Linked DNA regions of Gossypium hirsutum: region 2 is linked to region 1. Evidence: chromatin contacts called from public Hi-C data. All regions are on one chromosome and are shown on one strand. Each heading gives the region's core, a stretch centred on a gene start, on an enhancer-like site or on the middle of the called end of the contact. The rest is flanking DNA. Distances are from core to core; before and after follow the strand shown. Region 1 has its middle 13 kb from the start of LOC107918689. Region 2 has its middle 6.5 kb from the start of LOC107948807.

Region 1 (2,767 bases), core at 141-2,640:
ATGATTCTTTGGCGATTGATTAGTTTGTTACTCAGCTAGATGCTCAAATTTCTTTAAAAGATCTAGGGAAGCTGAGTTATTTTCTTGGAATCGAAGTTCACTACACTTTAAAAGGCATGTTTCTGTCCCAGAAAAAGTACATTCAGGATTTGCTTCAAAAAAGCGTCCATGGATAGGTCGAACAGCCTGCCAACACTAATGGTTACTACTTGTCATCTGTCAGCTGCTGTAGGTAGTCCTGTTGAGGATGAGCATCATTACAGAAGTATTGTTGGAGCCTTACAGTACGTGGTGATCATCAGACCTGACATTGCTTACTCTGTCAACAAGGTGTGTCAGTTTCTACATAAGCCGTTGGACTTGCATTTCAAAGCCATCAAAATAATATTGAGGTATTTACAAGGGACACTAACCTATGGCTTGAAATTCACTCGCTCTTCAAAGTTTTTACTTGAGGGATATTCAGACGCAAGCTGGGGGTCCGATGTTGATGACCGCAGGTCAACCTCAGGGTTTTGTGTGTTTCTTGGAGGGAATCCAATTTCTTGGAGCTCAAATAAATAGCAAGTGGTCTCCAGATCCACAGCTGAGGCAGAATATAGGAGTGTTGCTCATGTAGCTACAGAAATGGTGTGGATTCAATCCTTATTAACTGAGTTGTGTGTTTCAGTTAATAATAAGGGATTGATAAGGTGCGACAGTTCTGTTGCAGTAGCAGTAGCAGATAATCCTGTTATGCACTCCAAATTCAAGCATGTTGAGTTGGATGCGTTCATTGTCAGAGAAAAGGTGACAGCTGGGGTGCTTCAAGTAGGACATGTTCCTAGTTCAAATCAGATTGCAGATATACTAACAAAACCACTGTCAGTAGCAGTGTTTACTAGATTTCGAAGTCAACTTCGAGTTGTTGATATGAATTAGAGGGTTTTGGTGAGAAAGAAACCAGATAAGTATGGGGCATATTAGAAGTAAATACATGTTTAGTTATTAGTTACTGATAGTTATTGATAGTTATTGTTAGTTACAAAGCTGTTAGTAACGGTTGTTCACTAGTTTGTATTAAATACATGTAAACTGATTTCATGAAGATAGATGAGGAAGTTTACTCAGTTTTTCATGAGTGTATTGAATTTTAGCACATGGCATTTCACAAAGAAAAGCTGGCTCCAGACGACATTCACCTGGAGAACTTATACGGGATGCTTTCGAGAAATGTACTCCGAGGGTCGCCACTACCCTTTGTAACACCAAAGATAAGGTCTCAGACATCGCACATGAAGCTAACAAGCTTAAACAAGCAACTTCAGGGACCGCACATGAAGCCAAAGAGAAGGTTAAAGACAAGGCTTGGGAAACCGCGCAGGAAGTTAAAGAGAAGGTTTCAAAACTGCACACGGAACCAGAGACAAGGTCGCAGATACGAAGGGAGCTATTAGCGATGCTTTAGGCAAAGCAAAAGGGCAGTTTTGCAAAAGGGCTAAGATGTTAAAAAAGGGCGAAAGAGTCCATTGATAAGGCCAAGGAGGCGGCGATAATAGCAAAACACACGGCCAAGATGATGGGGGCTGATATAGTGACAAATAAATCAGAGCAAGTGGAGAACGTTCAAGAAAAGGCCATGGAAGAAGCAGGCCGAGCTGCGAACAAGGTTAAAACTAGTGCAAACAAGTTTCTTGATGGTTTGAAGTACATGACTTCAATGGAGGCATTGAATATAGTGATGGGTATAGCGAACTTACTTGGATTGACTAGAGCATATGGTATCAGTGTGTGGGTTATGTTCATTTCATGCTATACCCTGGCAGGACTGCTACCAAGACAACAGTTTGGGGTGGTGCATAACAAGTTATACCCTGTTTACTTCAGGGAAATAGCTTATAGTATAGGGTTGGCTTTCTTGGCAAACTAAGATAAAAAAAACTTACTTTTTAATTAAAATGCAAACAATTCTTTGGCAATACAATATTATTTTTTTAGGATTATTAGAGAGATACCTAAACAGGTTAATGACAAAAACATACCTATTAATGATAAAAACATACCTATTAAAAAAAAGGCTAAAATTGTTAGAAATATTACCATAATTGAATGAAAATTTCCTTATTTGAAAATTTTGAAAGAAAACTTCCTTATTTGAAAATTTTTAATAGCCAAGAAAAATTATTTACTATTGAACGCCTTTCATCATAATGCTATTCGTCCTATGATAAAAGAATATAAAGATATTTAGTCAACTAGTGATTGAGAAAGATCAACTTCTGTAGTAGAAATGTTTCTTGAAAAGGAAAGTGAAGAATAATTGCATTGTTATTATATAGAATTCTCTAATAGAAAACAATCTACTGTCAAGATGTTTGTGTTGTGTGACATGAAAATAATATCCTTAATTGTAATTTTAATTACCAAAAAAAATTTAAATTTAATTAGATTATATTCTATTTGATAAAGATTTCATCAGCTTTAATTTAATAAAGAAATGAAGAAATATTATGGAAACATAAAACATAAATAAAGATGTTTGTGTTGTGTGACATGAAAATTTGGGTTTAATCTTTAATATTCTTAAATGTACTTCTAATTATCAAAAAAAAAAATTAAATCTAATTAGATTATATTCTATTTGATAAAGATTTATTCATCTTTAATTTCATAAAGAAATGGAATAAGAAATATTATGGAAACATAAAACATAAATATTTTGGATAAGACATTTCATTATACTTCATTTTTCTAATTGATTTATTATTCTATTGTTTTCCTTTGACAA
Region 2 (2,767 bases), core at 97-2,596, 360 kb before region 1:
CCAATGTTTGTTGGGTGGAAGGATTTTATTTAAAAAATTTTTAGCAATGATGGGGATGGTGATCCTCATCCTGATAGTGATCGAAATATTAAAAAAGTGAGGTTTAAAGATAATTCCGTTGAAGGAGATACTTCTATGGCTGTGGATCCTGATCCACAACTAACTATGTCATGGAAAGACAAACTCTTGGGGGACATACTGTAGTCTCTGACTCGGATCGTTCTGTGCTTTCTGCGAGGAGTGATAATGATTTTGAGTTGCTAGAAGGAGATGTGAATACGACCATCATTGACGGTGTTCCTGCTATTGCCTTCTCGGATCGTATTAAAGATATTCTCTTCAGAGAAATAGAATTGACGATCATCGTCAAACTTCTAGGACGTAAATTGGTTACAACGCCCTGCATAATCGCATTATTTTTCTTTGGAAACCAGTGAATCCTATTCGTTTAATGGACATTACTAATGGCTATTTTTTGGTTAAATTTTAGGCTGTTGATGATTACAACAGAGTTTTGACGCAGGGCCCTTGGATCGTCTATGGACAGTACCTGACTGTTCAACTATGGACTAAACACTTTAGACCTTCACAACCTTACCCTAGTGTGGTGCTAGCCTGGATTCATCTGCCGAGTCTCCCGGGATACCTTTATAAACGGAAAAATAATTGAAGCCATTGGGGATCTCATTGGGAAGGTGGTCAAACTTGATGTCTAGACTGATAATCAGACTAGAAGCCGATTTACTCATTTAGCTGTTTACATTAATCTGGAAAAGCCATTGATTTCGCAGGTTATTGTTGACGGTGCTGTCCAACGTGTCGAATATGAGGCTCTTTGGACAGTGTGTTTTGCTTGTGGTAAATATGGGCATGTTAAAGGAATGTGCCCATCGGTTGTGACGGATAAAAACCTGATGGTGTATCGTGATGAATTGTCGATCGGGGTGGCCCTTCCTAACGAGGGCAACATGGACGATGAAACAATGGTTCTAGAAGCAGAGAGAAGGAACCGGAGTTTAGGCTGTGGATATTGGTGGAAAGAAAATCATCATGGCGGGTGAAGCGGAATATTTCTGGGAAAGGTTTGGCGAAACAAACTAAAAACCCATTAGGGTCTAGATTTTTGGCGTTGATGGTGGATAAGGATTTAAGTGATAATGCGGGGCTGTCTGCTGGAGAAATTGTAGGGGAAAAAGCTAATGTGGAGGTGGCTGCTAATTCAATGAGTTTTAAAACTAGGGTTAATAAAAAAGGTGTTAGGGGTTTTTAGTTGATGCAAATCATGAGGGTAACGTGGGGTTGGGCTTATTTAGGGGGACAGTTATGAATGATAATTTGGACAGTGTTGCTCTGGAAAGCTTGGGCCAAAATTTCAAAGATTTTTTGGATAAATTTTTGGGGAAAAGGCCTACGGGGTTGGGTGGTTTTATTAATAATAATGGGGGCTCTATGGCTAAATTACCTGCTTCTATTTTTTCCTCTTCTGCTTCTGCAGATTCGAAGAATGCATGTTTACAAAATAATACTCCAATTGATGACACAAGCGGTCAAGGCAATTTGGATTCTAGAAACCAGGCTAATATTGAAGTTGAAGATTTGGAAAAAATTAAAGCACATTACAATCTCGTGTTTGATGAATCTGAAGGATTCATTGTTCCTATATCTGATAACACACTTGATCTAGGTAAGTATTCAATAGTTACTTTTAAAAAAATGTTCAATCTAATCAACAGGTTAAATCAGGTTCACAATCAGTAGAGGTCCTGGATTCGGCTTTGGGTTCGAATTTAACTAATCCTAGAGATCGAATAAGCAGTGCTAGAGACAGTGGTAGTTGAAGTAATCGAAAGACCTCTTTTGCTTTACGGGGTCGAGGGAATCATTTTAAACCTTCTGTGAACACGCGTATTCCTTTAGTTGAGTCTATGGAGGCGATGGTGGAGCTCTTATCTCCTCAAATTCTCAGCAAGAATTTGAATGCCAGCTAGATGGAGTAGGTTCAAATTCAGAAGGCAATATTTGCCTCGAAAGCTAGGTATGATATTCTATTTTTAAATTTTATTTAATAAATATTACTATCTTTTCGTGGAATTACCAGAGCTGTGCAAATGTTAAATTCCCTAGAATTTTTCGGGAATACAATATGGAGTACAAACCTGATATTGTTAGTTTGCTCGAACCGAGAGTAAGTGGGGCCAAGGCTAACAACATTATTGCTAAGTTGGGTTTCCAGTATTCTTACAGTGTGAAGGTGATTGGCTTTTTTAGGGGTATTTGGCTAGGATGGAAAGATTCCGTTCGCCTTGAGGTGGTCTGTAGCCATCCGCAATTCATTTTGACTCAGGTTTGGCAAATGCCCTCGTCACATCCTATTTTCATCTCTTTTGTTTATGGTAGTCCCAATAGGCAAGTGCGCTAATTTTTTTGGAATGATTTGAGGTCTACAAATCTGCTTGGTCAGATCCTTTGGATTGCTATTGGTGATTTCAACGCAATCCTCTCCTCTTCTGAGAAATTTGGGGGCCTCTCTAGGGGCAAGAGATGCCCATATTTTGGTGACTTTGTTGATTCAGCTGAGCTTCATGATTTAGGGTTTAGAGGGCCTCCCTTCATTTGGCATAGGGGATATTTGTTTGAGAGAATAGACCGTGCTTTGGGAAATAAGGCCTGGATATATAATTTTCCTAGTTGCATGGTTTCTCACATTCCAAAGATTAAGTCAGACCATCGCTCTCTCCTTTTGGTTTTGAATCCGAGTATTTCTTTC

What was found. Hi-C and Micro-C count contacts between places; a contact is called where the count stands out from the background.
Region 2: a contact with region 1 is called in a Hi-C map of leaf, with 2.8 times the contacts expected there. The contact joins two enhancer-like sites. A contact is called at or near these places in 8 of 34 Hi-C or Micro-C datasets (fibers, leaf and seedling).

What each region holds. Positions count from the first base shown.
Region 1 is chrD13:42,839,029-42,841,795 of Gossypium_hirsutum_v2.1, reverse strand. No RefSeq gene overlaps it. Among protein-coding and RNA genes, the nearest start is that of LOC107918689, 13 kb to the right of the region's middle. Within about 2 kb of position 1,390, at least 1 of the 9 cell types and tissues checked has an H3K27ac peak or open chromatin away from gene starts, as enhancers often do.
Region 2 is chrD13:43,201,915-43,204,681 of Gossypium_hirsutum_v2.1, reverse strand. No RefSeq gene overlaps it. Among protein-coding and RNA genes, the nearest start is that of LOC107948807, 6.5 kb to the right of the region's middle. Within about 2 kb of position 1,346, at least 8 of the 9 cell types and tissues checked have an H3K27ac peak or open chromatin away from gene starts, as enhancers often do.